3 separate regions of the Mus musculus genome follow, and all the other regions are linked to region 1. A link is a contact called in public HiChIP or PLAC-seq data. All regions are on one chromosome and are shown on one strand. The core of a region is the stretch at or near the end of the contact, and the rest is flanking DNA. Distances in the headings are between cores, read along the strand shown. Region 1 overlaps Kif21b (kinesin family member 21B). Region 2 overlaps Pkp1 (plakophilin 1). Region 3 has its middle 5.3 kb from the start of Tnni1.

What was found. HiChIP or PLAC-seq counts read pairs in DNA pulled down with a chosen protein or histone mark.
Region 2: a contact with region 1 is called in a FOXA1 HiChIP or PLAC-seq map of pancreatic cancer cells. The contact joins two enhancer-like sites. A contact is called at or near these places in 1 of 484 Hi-C or Micro-C datasets (myocytes) and 2 of 115 datasets of contacts at active chromatin or transcription factors (embryonic stem cells and pancreatic cancer cells).
Region 3: an HNF4G HiChIP or PLAC-seq map of pancreatic cancer cells shows a contact between it and region 1. The contact joins two enhancer-like sites. A contact is called at or near these places in 1 of 115 datasets of contacts at active chromatin or transcription factors (pancreatic cancer cells) and 1 of 9 other capture datasets (adipose tissue).

What each region holds. Positions count from the first base shown.
Region 1 is chr1:136,175,423-136,179,714 of GRCm38.p6, forward strand. Kif21b (kinesin family member 21B) reads left to right here. Exons shown (of 35, transcript NM_001039472.2): 35 at 1-2,579. Among named protein-coding and RNA genes, the nearest start is that of Mroh3, 35 kb to the right of the region's middle. Within about 2 kb of position 2,404, at least 24 of the 459 cell types and tissues checked have an H3K27ac peak or open chromatin away from gene starts, as enhancers often do. A contact at or near this core is called in pancreatic cancer cells, where this site is marked.
Region 2 is chr1:135,881,124-135,884,921 of GRCm38.p6, forward strand. It overlaps Pkp1 (plakophilin 1), which reads right to left. Exons shown (of 14, transcript NM_019645.3): 5 at 3,782-3,798; 6 at 2,774-2,951; 7 at 1,358-1,472. Among named protein-coding and RNA genes, the nearest start is that of Pkp1, 36 kb to the right of the region's middle. Within about 2 kb of position 2,393, at least 16 of the 459 cell types and tissues checked have an H3K27ac peak or open chromatin away from gene starts, as enhancers often do. A contact at or near this core is called in pancreatic cancer cells, where this site is marked.
Region 3 is chr1:135,792,207-135,796,051 of GRCm38.p6, forward strand. It overlaps a transcript of Tnni1 not described here. Among named protein-coding and RNA genes, the nearest start is that of Tnni1, 5.3 kb to the right of the region's middle. Within about 2 kb of position 1,680, at least 116 of the 459 cell types and tissues checked have an H3K27ac peak or open chromatin away from gene starts, as enhancers often do. A contact at or near this core is called in pancreatic cancer cells, where this site is marked.

The sequences.
Region 1 (4,292 bases), core at 1,154-3,653:
ATGAGAGGGGCCAGCTCCGTTCCTCCCCCGGCTTCCCCTGCCCTTAAACTGGTCCACACTTACTCTATTGCTTCACTGGTCTTATGCATCCTGGTCTCATTCCGGGATCCATGAGCCTCAGCCCCATTCAGAGGCCGTGGTGACTTGTGGAGAGCTAGCATAGCGCCACTGTACTTAGCTCTTCTCCCTCTAGGGCGAGTACGTTGGTGCCTGTCCATGAGGCCCTAGGATGGGAGAGTTAGGAACTGATAAGGTCAGACCCTCTCTGAACCTTCCCAGAGCTGTGTCTGAAGCTGAAACTAAGAAGATTGTCCCGCTTATTGGTGGCTCCAGCCAGACACGGTGTTAAGTCTGGGTAAGTGGATATTTAGAACGGAGCACCGGAAAAGCAGATCACCTGGAACCTGGACCGTCTGTCTGCAAAGACCAGAAATCCTCCTTCCCCTGCTCATCCTGGGAGTGTTAAGGAACATCCTTAGCACTCAGAAGTGACCACATCTTCTCCTTCACCCATCTCCACCTAAATGGAAAGCCCGGACCTTACACCCTGTAAGAAAACCCAGAACCCGTCTGCATGGCTGTTTACAAACTACAGAAACACGTGAGACTTTGTCCCGACCCCTCAGGCTGGGCCGCCCCAGCCCGGGGTGCCTGTACTGTATGTATAGCTGCAAGGCCAGTTCTTGCACAAAGTGTGTGTGGTCTTACAGCCCCCGCGAGAGGTGCTCACCGGCATTACCCCTTCTGCCATTTCTGATGGGTCACTACCTCATGGCGGGGCTGCTATGCTGTCCCAGCGAGTGTCATTGACTAAACTTGAAATCGGAGCTCTGAGCTCATCGTCCTGAGCCATTCTGAGCTGTGTTCTGGGAACGTTGGAGTCCCTGCTCACCCACCCTTTCGGGGATGTCCAAGGTACATAGTCAGGGGCAGGACCCCAGCTCCACTCATTGCACAAGCATCCTTCTTGTCGGAAGCACAAACTGGTTGTAATTTGAGCACAATAGCAGGTCTCTGGGTAGACAGTATGAGCAAACTTGGCACCAGGAGATCTTTCCCAGATGGGCTTCGTCTTAGGTTAGACCAGGGCTGCCCGTGTCTGTGAGGTTAGACCAAGGCTGCCCATGTCTTTGGCTGACGCACTATGTACACTGGGAACTATTAATTTACTCCTTGTGCCCCTCCTAGGACTTGAGGCCCAGGCCACATCTGTATCCTGTGGGGGTCCTCTCTAGACCTGCACACCCCAAGCCTTTAACAACCAGAGTATAGCTGGTACCTGACCCTACTGAGCCTGAAGAGCCTGGACCCAGACTCCCATCTCTTGAGCTAACCCCGACATCCTTGCTTCCGATATTGATTAGCTTCCATGGAAAGTGTCTACTGTCCCCACTCTCTTAGGTCTTTTCTGTGCACAGTCCTGGGCCAGGACCCATCCCAGTATTAACCAGTTCAGTGTTTGGTCTTGTTGGTGAGACTTGGTCCGACAGCAGCCAACTCAATGCACATGCTGCCTGGAGCAGCCTTTAGAGACTGCAGAGGAAAGAGAGAGAACTCGAAGAATGAGAGGCTGACCCAGCGCAGCCCTTGATGTGGTCAGAGTGCCACCACAGCTACTTGAAAAGGGACAGCTATGGACCTGGGAGTAGCCTCCCACCGTTGCTCCAGCTGCAGGCCTGGAATGGTCTTAGGCTGTGTGGCTTGGGCAAAGGGCAGCTTAAAGCACAAACAAGGAGAAGATGCTGTCTTGCTGAAGGATTCTTCTGCTAGCCATTGTGGTGGTGGCGCCAGCAGGAAGCTGCTGAGAAGGCAGGACATTACATCTCTGCCCTGCCCTCTCCCAGTTCCTGGAGGCCTCCCTTGGAGTCTGGGCTGGGTGCAGCAGGCACACCCCCTTGGCTGTGCCTGGTATGTTTGTGTGGGCAGGACTTGCCCTGCAGGAGCGGTGAATTCCTTCCCACCATGTAGCCCAAACCTGCCACATCTATCCCTTTGTCCTTTCAAATAAAAAACTGCTTACTGCTGCTCTCTTTGCTGAGCACAGTGGCCAGTTCCCCAACAGACCTTCTTGAGCCCAGCCCTTTCACCTCCTGACTCCCAGGTCTTCACTGCTCCTTGTGAGCAAGAGAATCTACAGGGAGAGTTCGGTTTCTTTGACATCATTGTTCTGTCCCCGGTGCCCCCCACCCACTTCATCTCCAGCACCCAGCTGGCCTCCCTCATCCCTGTCCCTTCCACCTTCACTTCTGTGTCCTAAAGGCTTTGTCAGAAAGTGGGAAGTCGGTACTGCCGAGAGTCAGAAAAGACCTCTGATGTCTTGGTGCCCTGCCCTGCCCTGGCCTGCCCTGCCCTGTCACCAGCTCTTATGATGGTTGTCCCTACCCAGACTGCAGGGTCTCGTTTGGCTCATGCACTCTCCTGTGACGTAGTAGCACAAGGTGTGTATATGTTTTGTACCTCTGCTGACAACTGTACATAGTGTATGAAAGTTATTTAAGCCTCATGCTGTACATTTCTGTTCTGGAAATCGGATGTGTGTGTTCTAAGAGCTTGTCATAAATAAAACCATTGTCCACAGAGGTGTGGCTAGTGGGTTGGTGGCCTGTGGCTGGTAGCTCTTTCTTAGGCGTGGGAGGTCGTTTAGGGGTAGGTATATGAGAGTGGCCTTTGTGACTGAGCCCCATACTCTGCACTGAGTTTAGAGTTCTGTGGAGTGTGCTACCTTCTCCCAACCCTCTATGTGACCTGCAGGGCTCAAGGCAGGTACAAGTCATTCAAGAGCAGCCATAAGCAGTGAGCACACAATACACAGGTACTGTTCAGGGTGCTCTTTGCTAGGTCATCCCTCTACCTGGTAATAGGTGGCGGTCTCTTTATGAATGAGAACGGTCATGACACAGGAGGGACTCACAAGGACAGAGCTGAGATTTGATCACCCTGCCCCTCCAAAGGTGCCAATCTCCTTCACTAACATGGCACATGCCTTCTCTAGGACTTGGGACTCCCAGTGTGTGGTAAATACTGGACATATTTTGTTTGCTTGCCACTCACAGAAGACAGAAATGTAAATATCCTGAAACACTAATATAGGGCTGGGAATGGAACCCAGAGCCTCATGCATAAGGCCTACCGCAGATTCTGTCTTATGACTTCTGTCTAGCCAGGACGCCAGGAGCATCTTTTGTTGCTTTGGTTTCCAAATGAAAACCCAAGTGGCTTCTGAAGCCCTGCTGCTTATACTGACCCAAGGAGCCAGAGCTCCATGCTGGGACGGGAGGGGTTCTGAAAGAGACTCTGCTGCAGCAGAAGAGCGTGTGAGAGGGGACCCTTAGCCACCAAAGGGAAGACAAAGCACATCCTGTCCCCAGCCTCACAGGACAGAGCCTCCCGCCTCGAAGAATGGGGTGGCTTCCTGCAGATCATTGATTTTGGCTGGGCAACTGAGTCCCACCCCATGCCAGTCTCCTGCCCCACCCCTGCTCTCCACAAGTTCCTATTCTAGGCCGCTGCCCATTGTGAACTGTGGGAAGTGTGACACTGGGTGTGGCCAACTGCTGCTGGGATGAGCACATAGATAGTCCTGAGGCGGGGAGGGGGAGAGGGTACTTCAACGGTTTACTCCCCTTGTACCGACTCCTCCCTCAGGTCCCAAAGGGTTGACAACAAGAGTATCTCAAATTCAGGTCAGCCTGTGAGGACACCAACACCCTTGGCAAAGGACCCAGGATTTTCAGATTCTTAAATGTGGGGGGGCGGGGGCTTGAGAGACGGCCAATGGTCAAGAATACTTGCTGCTCTTTCTAAAAACCTATTTACAGCTGGGCATGGTGCTGCACACCTTTAGTCCCGGCACTTGGGAAGCAGAGGCGTGTGGAGCCAGCCAGGTATCTCTGTTCCAGGACAGCCAGGGCTACAGAGAGAAACCCTGTCTCAAATAAATAAATAAATTTACTAAGTAAATATAAAAATAAAGTTTAAAGATTTATTTTTAATTGTGTATGTGTGTGTCTGTCTTACGTATGTATATGTGCACGCATACGGAGGTCAGAAGTTGATACCGAATGTCTTCTTCAAGCACACTCCACCTTGTTTATTTATGCATTGGTATTTTATTTACTTTTGGTTCCTTGAGACAGAGCCTCACTATCTAGACCAGGCTGACCTCACTCTCACAGAGCGGTACTTGCTTCTGCCTCCCAAGTGCTGAGATGAAAAGCATGTGCCACCATGCCTGGCTGCCAATTCACTTTTGAGATAGGGCTCACTGAATTGAGAGCTTGCCTATTCAGCCT
Region 2 (3,798 bases), core at 1,143-3,642, 290 kb before region 1:
TAGGGTAGATTATGCACTAGGCCCTCAGTTTTGTAAGCACCCACAGAATCAACCAACCACAAATCGAAATTAATTCTTTTAAAAAAAAGGTATTCCTGAATACTTAGAGATTTCTTTCTTAGCATTATTAATAACAATTTATTTTGCATTTATGTTATATTAGACTTCATGAATAACTTATAGATGATTTAAAGTACACAAAGGAGTGTGTATAGGTTATATGCAAATATAACCTCTATATGCTCCTTTTATAGAAGGGCTTGAGTCTGTGTACTTAGGCATGCATGGGGATTTGGACCCATGTCTATGGTTACTGAGGGCCAACTGCACATGAAAAATACCAACCATGGAACCTTGCACATAGCACACAGGGCAAACAGTGGTGACCACTTGCATTGCTTCAGACCACACGTGGGGCAGAAGACTGAAAACATCTTCTCCAGTCCCAGTGCCTTCTGGTTTTCAAAGCATCTAGTCACTCTTTGCTGTCCCCTCTTCCCATGGTTACCCCTCAGCTCCCAACATCAAAGATGCCTGTGTACAAAGAGCCTTAGCACTCCACAGCAGCATTTGGGTTCACGACTGCATTTGCTTTTGGTGAGACACCAGGCTAGGGCACGGGGGTGGCAGAGTTAGGCTTTGATCAGCACTTGGTCCCTGTTAGGGTCAGGCTAAACCTGACTTCTATTGCTTTGGGGTTATCTGGGTAAAGGAGATGTGCACAGAGCAGGGGGAAGGAAATCGAATTGTCCTGCTGCTTAACGACAAGGCTGTTCTTGGAGGGCTGTTATCAGTTCCAGTGAAAGAAGCAGGAGATAGAAATCTCCCTTCATTGATCTTCCCGGTGTCCTGGATGTGGGGACCGACTAGACTTCTGTGTCCTGAGCTGTGCCCAGCTGTGGTGGAAGTCTCCCTACCTCCATTTATCTTTTCTCCATAACTGCCTTTCAATCTGTGCATGCCCCTGCATCCAAAAGTCTAGAGAAGGTGGTGGTGGTGGTGGGGCTATCTGATGGTGTTTCTGGAGGTACTGATACAAGTTTCATCTCAGGAAGGAAATGGGGCCCCCGAGAGCACTTTTGTGTGCCCAGCACCACAAAAACAATGTGGCCCTCAGAGCCCAAGCAGAGAGCACTTGCATGTTTCAGATGTCTCCTCCACTACCTCTGCTGGTGTCCTGTCTCTGAGACAAAGTCCACAAGCTCCTGGGAAGTATAACCCTGACTTATGGGTTCTGGGAGAGAAATGTCAGGACTAGGAGAGTCCCTGACTTAAGAGCATGACCCTGGGATTTGTAGCTATAGGCACAGACCACAGGGTCGGGGATAGAGGTGTCACCAGGGACCTGCACCCTTACCTTGTCATCGCAGCGGCTGGCAGCCACGCAGTTCTGGACATAGGCCATGAGGGAGTCAATGAGCCCAGAGTAGTTCCGCATAGTCTGGCGGCCAGCATCAGCTGAACTCAGGTTCCTGTGGGAGAGAATGGGGAGGAGGAGGATGCAGATGGGGTGATGAGACGGCAGGGTAGGGACGGGCAGAGTGCAGTGGGCATGCACAGTGAAGAACAGCAGAAAGCACAGGGTAGAATATGAAAGTTGTGGCCAGAAGAAGAGGGGAAGAGAGAAGAATAAATGATGGAAAAAATTAAGAAGGAAAAGATTCAGCCGCATCTGCCTGGCCCTGGCTGAAAGGGGTCTCCTCCTGAACTCAATTGGTTCTGTCTTGTAGTCCCCAGGCACAAGACTCTCACCTCAAGAGCTCCACTGCATCTGGCAGCCCAGCTCCTGCCCTCTAGTGGCCACTTGAGGGACAGTAGTTGGAAGCTACTGCTTTTTGTGGAAGCAAAGCAGATCTGAGGAGGTACTGGACCAGAACTAAGCAAAGGGTTAACCTGGGGTCCAGATGTAGCTATCTTTTATAAAGCTGTGTTCATTCCCAAGCACTGTAGGTTCTCCTGCCCTAGGTGGCGTATATGGTGCATGCATAGGATGTGTGTGTGTGTTCTGTCACACCCAACAGTCATGTGGCCCCCCAAAAGTTCTTACTTACTCTGGCATTTCATTTACCCAGCCTCTTTGCCCTCTGGAGGCTGTGTCTGGAGGCTGCTTGGGAGAAGCACAATGGGAGACACAAAGCATACACTAACTTCTCCCCTACTCTGGAAGTTCTCTGAAGTTCTGGGGGACAAATTCCACTGTGGCTAAGGGAGACCCTAAAGGGGACCTTGTTCCATGGTTTCCATACTCCATGTAGGTACCCTCCCTGAAGCTCTGAGAGCAAGCCCATCCAGATCCTGCCAGGGCTTTGCCACACCCTGCCGTGGAACTCAAACAACCTTGGGCCAAGAGGCACCATCGGCACGCCAATGAACATGGCAAATGGTTTTGGCACTCAGGTGGGAGGTGACTCACGAGCAGCCAGTCAGTAGACTTTTTGTATAAAAAAAAAAATATGTTCTTCAAGATAGCACAAGAAGTACATTTTTCTGTGGGTGGAGGAGGGGATTTTAGTTGAACTAGTTTGGATATTCAAATGCAGGCCATTTCCACTCTATAGTCCCAATGCTATCCTCTAGATCCTCTCAGGGCATTGCAAGGCATAGCCAGACTCACAGACATTGTTAATACCTGACTCTTTGTCCTGGAGCCAGCCCACAGAAGGCAGGGCCAGACTGAGTGGTATGTTTCCTACTGCGGCTGGATGTTGGCTGAAATGGAGGCTGACTGTGGAAAGACCTGAGTGGAAAGACCTTACGTGCCCTCTTCTCTCACCTCAAGCAGCCTGTAGCATTGAAGAAGACCTCAGGGTCCACTACTTCCCGGGACATGTTGCTGTTACCATCACACCAGCCAGAGAAAGGAATGATGACCCGGTCAGTCAGAACAGGCAGGGCGTCGGCCACCAGCTCCTCCTTCAGCTCATCAGTGGAAGACAGGTTCCAGAGGAGCCCTGGACACAGACATGGTCAGCTCAACACGTTAGGCTCTGAAGACCTGAAGTCTCTAGTGGCACTGCCCAGAGTCTAGGCTCTGGCAAATGGCTACCTTCCAGGTAGGCTTGGCCCATCAGATCCATTGTCTGATTTCCTCATGATCCTGTTCTCAGTGCCCATGTAGATTGCAGGTTCTCTGAGGTCTTAGAACATCTCAGAGTTCTCTGTCTAGGTAAGAGTTATGCACATGGACACAGCTCCTAAAATACAGTTGGTTGGTCATTGGTTTTAACCATACTCTTTGGAACTTAGAACTGTTTAAGTTCTAAGCCATTCTCTGTTTTCCACTTGAAACAATACACAGAGAATATCAACCATGGCAGTGAGTCCAGAAATTCTCATTAGTTTGTTACTCTGAACATTCTTGTCTTCTCCAGTCTAATTCAAGGTCTTCATGGTGGCTCCTCCATCCTGTATCCCACCTTGTTTGCTTCATGTACTTTGTGAGCACAAGGTAACTGTAGTATCAACAGCCATCCTTTGAGATCCACTGACCCTGACCCATTGGCCTTGCTCCCCTTCTATCACCTACAATCTCAGTGCCCATGACACAACACTCCTTCCCTTGCACCCCAGCCTTGAAGATGCCTTCTGAAGGGTGTGCATCACCCGAGGTCATCATCTGGGTGTCACCACTTCAATTGAAGCCAGTGCCACTGAGTTCCTGAATCACAGCTCAGTGAAACCCACACAGCTGTGCCTTGACCTAGCCTAGAGGGACAGGCTAGAGACACACCCTACCACCTTGCCCACCCCCCACCCCAGTTTCCTTTCTGTAACACCCTACCAGTCAGCTGTTTTTGG
Region 3 (3,845 bases), core at 430-2,929, 380 kb before region 1:
CTTTACCAGGCTCTGCAATGTCAGGAGGCTCCCTTCTCCTACGGCCTCCTCCTCTTTGCTTCTAAACAGGGACTCTATCCCCAGTACCTTGCTCTCAGCTTCCTAGCCCCAGGACAAAGCCCCACCTGGTAACAAAAGGGACACTCCAGGACTGCTCCGTTGGGGAGGAGGAATGTGAAAGCAGTCCAGAAGGAGGTCAGAAGCCCCAGGGCTGGGCCCCTCTGGAGGTCTGGGCGTGGCTTTTCTGGGCTGCTCAGTACCTGGTACTTACAGAATTCTAACAGGGTGACCTGAATGAACACACACGCGGAGCTGAGAAATGGGGCACCTGGGGGCCTACATCATTCTCTGGGAACTGGAGGGTGGTATGGGCGGATGGGTCAGCAGAACTGATACACTGTACCCACACCAACCATCTGCTTTGGGGCAAACTCAGGCCACATTTGGGCGTTTTTACCCCATGTTGTCTTTGCCCAGAAGGGGGCCTTTTGAGTCATTCTTTTGAGTCATTCTTAACTGTGTCTCAGACCGTTGGATATGGACCTGACCTTGTATAAGACACGCATTTCTGGACCTGCCTCAGCCCTGCTGGAGCAGAAACTTGAGGCTGAGGACCAATACTTAAGCTTTAACAAGCCTTCTGGCACATTCTGAGGCATCGTGGTTTAGAAAAAATCACTGGGCTAGCGTGGGCTCGCTCTGCTACACACCACGCTGAATCCTGCAGGGGCAGGCAGAGAGAGAGTAAAGACCCTGTCATCGGCCCCTTGAGGCAACTTTCCCAGAGGAAAGGTAGACTGGGTACACCTGAAAGCTAAGGCACATAATACCTAGAATCAGGCGAGCTGTGCAGAAGGAGACCTAGGAGTGCTAAGGCAGGCAGATCTAGGAGAGCTGTCTCTAGATTGTGTGTGTGTGTGTGTGTGTCTGTGTGTGTGTGTGTGTGTGTGTGTGTGTGTGTCTGTGTGTGTGGTGGTGGTGGTGGTGGTGGTGGTGGTGGGGCAGCAGTATTATGAGGAGAGAAACACCCCGGCTCTGCAGGCTCACAGAGTTTGGGTTTCTTCAGAATAAAGAGTAAAGTGACCAGGACAGGGTGCAGGGCAGGCTGGAACTATCTTAAGAGAGGCCTGGGAGTTGTGGTCATCGGGCTGGGGGCAGGGGAGGGGGTAAAGGGGTAAGGGGTACTGGGCATGGACAGTGGGCGGGGCGAGGCGGCATTGGGCGGGGCAAGGCGGCATTGGGAGAGCTGCGTGCTGACCTGGTGTCCCAGTTCCCAGGTTCACTGACTGTTCATTCGCCAGTCTAAAGAGGATTTGTTTATGAAGGGTGGCACCCACACCTGGTTTGCAAGCTCTCTCCGTTTCTATGCCCCACACCCCTTTGCCGTGCCTCACAGGGGCAGCCCTGAACCTTACCTACTTATTATGGGGATTTCTGGCCAGGCAGCCTGTTCTGCAGGGACCTGCCAAGGCATGGCCCTGCCCTAGGCTCAAAGCACGATGACAACTTGGAGGCAGCCTGGGGTAAAGAGTGGGGTCTGCCTTGGGCGCCCTGTGTCTGTCCATCACAGCGCATGGCTGGAGGCAGGAAGTAGGCAGAGGGGCCGAGGCAGATTTAGTGCAGGATGGAGTAAGCTCAAGGAGACAGGAGAAGTGAGACAACAGGTTCGGGCGGAGGGTGTGGGAGGAAGTCCGAGGCGTGGGAGGTAGCAGAGAGTGCCGTGTGAGAAAGCAGCCGGGCTGTTGGAGCCTGCGGGAGCTTGAAGGTTCCCACCGCCTCTCCCGGTGGGTTTACTCATTCGCACCCTCCTATTCCCTCTCTGCCCAGCCCCCGCATCCCTGTAGCACAAAGAGAAGCTTCCTCGTCTTGGAGTCTTAGGGCTGAGAACAGAGGCTGGGAACTATTTCTGGCTCGACAGACACAGACCTCCGATAAGCATCAATATACAAAGCAGCACATTAGGTTTTAGGGAGCTTTGGGTCTCAAGACTGGTCCATTCAAATTTGCAGTAGAAAAAAAAATCTGAAGTTGAGAACATTGAGGAAATAAACATTCCGAGTGTTTACGGGACAGTTCCTGTCGGCCAGGCTGTCACCAGGCACCGGGGTATATAGTTTTTGACTTGGCCTCCTCTTGCTATGGGTCACTGAGTGAGCTGCTCGTCCACTGTGAGCTCCGTTTTCCCATCGGTTCAATGGGATTGATAATAATGCCCACCTCAGAGTAATTCTGAGGTTTCGGTTGGCTGGGGAGGAAGCACAGTGGCTGAGGGCTTGCCTAGCCGCCCTGGATTCAATCCCCAGCACCGAAACAAGAATACACGAAGAACTTAATATCGGCTAAGCGCTTGCCTCATGCCAGACCTTTGCAAAGCCCTTTGTACACATTACCTCACCGCAGCCCCACAGCAATCCTCTGAGGTAGACACTATTATTATCTCCATTTTATAGATGAGGAAACGGAATCTCACAAGGGTCAAACCGCTCAAGTTACACCAGATCAGATTTGCTGAGAGTGAGGCCGTCTGTCTCCAAGCTTGAGGGTTGACTCACTCTGCTAGGCTCTCTCTCCAGTGACACAGGTTGATCTGTGGTGGAAAACTGAGGAGTGACAGCCTTTCTTTGTTCTGGCTAATCTCTCTTCCTCCATCCCCTGCCCTCCCCCTCCCAGGGTCCAATGTAGACAACTGATCTCAGGGCAAGGACAGATAGGCTCAGCATGGAGTGGAGTGGGTGTGGAGAGGGGGCTCCGTCTTGGCTGTCACTGGGGCATGGTCCCTGAGCAGTGTGGGAGGGGAGGGCCTGCTGGCAGGACAAATGGGCTGACTTTGTCACTTGCTAATTTAGGTTCTTCAGCTTTCCAAACAATGCCGGGGCAGCTGGGGCTGGCTGACAGGTGTCTTCCACTGAGATGGCTGACCCCGACTCTACTACCCATGGCCTTGTAGGCCTCAGCTCTTCTGGCTAGATACTTTCTTCCTCCCATACCCTATAGTCTCTCTCGCCCCAGGAGAGGCAATATGACTTTGGAAACCAGTGTGACCAAAGGGGGATACTCTACCTAGGCTTCCCTCTTTCACTAACCCACTCTGAGTCTCTCTCCTGCCCTCCCCCCAACATAGAAAGCCCCTGGGACTCCTGCGGTCTTCTTCCTTTTCTCCTTCCAACTCAAACTGTCCTCAAACTTATAGCCACCCTCCTGTCTCAGTGTCCCAAGTGTTGGAATGACGGGCACGCGCCACCGCGCCCCACTTTTGTTCTGTTAATTCCTCATTGGATTGAAGGACATAGAAGTTGTGACCCTGGGGTCATTCCCCTGAGTCCCAACTTCTGTCAACACTGCCTGCCTTAGAGTCCCCTGGACTTTTAAAGAAGCTGAAGGAAGCTTATCAGCCTGTCCAGTGCAGAAGTTCCCTAGGAGGCAAGAGGGAGTCCCTTGGAAGGCAGGCTCCCTTACGGTCATGGCATACTCTTAAGCCAGTTTACCAAGGAGAAAGGTTCTAAGGGCCCTGGGGAGCTGGCTTATCTAGCCTTGAGCCTTTATTTAGGTGAGACTGGGGATGATGCTGAGATGGGGGTGGAAGTGGGGTGAATAGCAGAGAGTAGAAACTGTAGATGAATCTGGGAGGCCCTGGAACATGAGGAGTTGTATGTAGCAAGTGGTCATCCTAGGAAAGCAAAGGAGTGCTCCTAGAGCTCTGGGTTAGCACCGGGACATACGGTGCAGCTAAGTATACCCTTGTGCTCCCTAAGTCCTACTCTGAGCTGGAGGAGCCTCAGTGCCTGCTGGGCTTCTTTCATTAAGAAGGGCCTGCCTTCTCATTCACTCAATGGACACCTATGGGC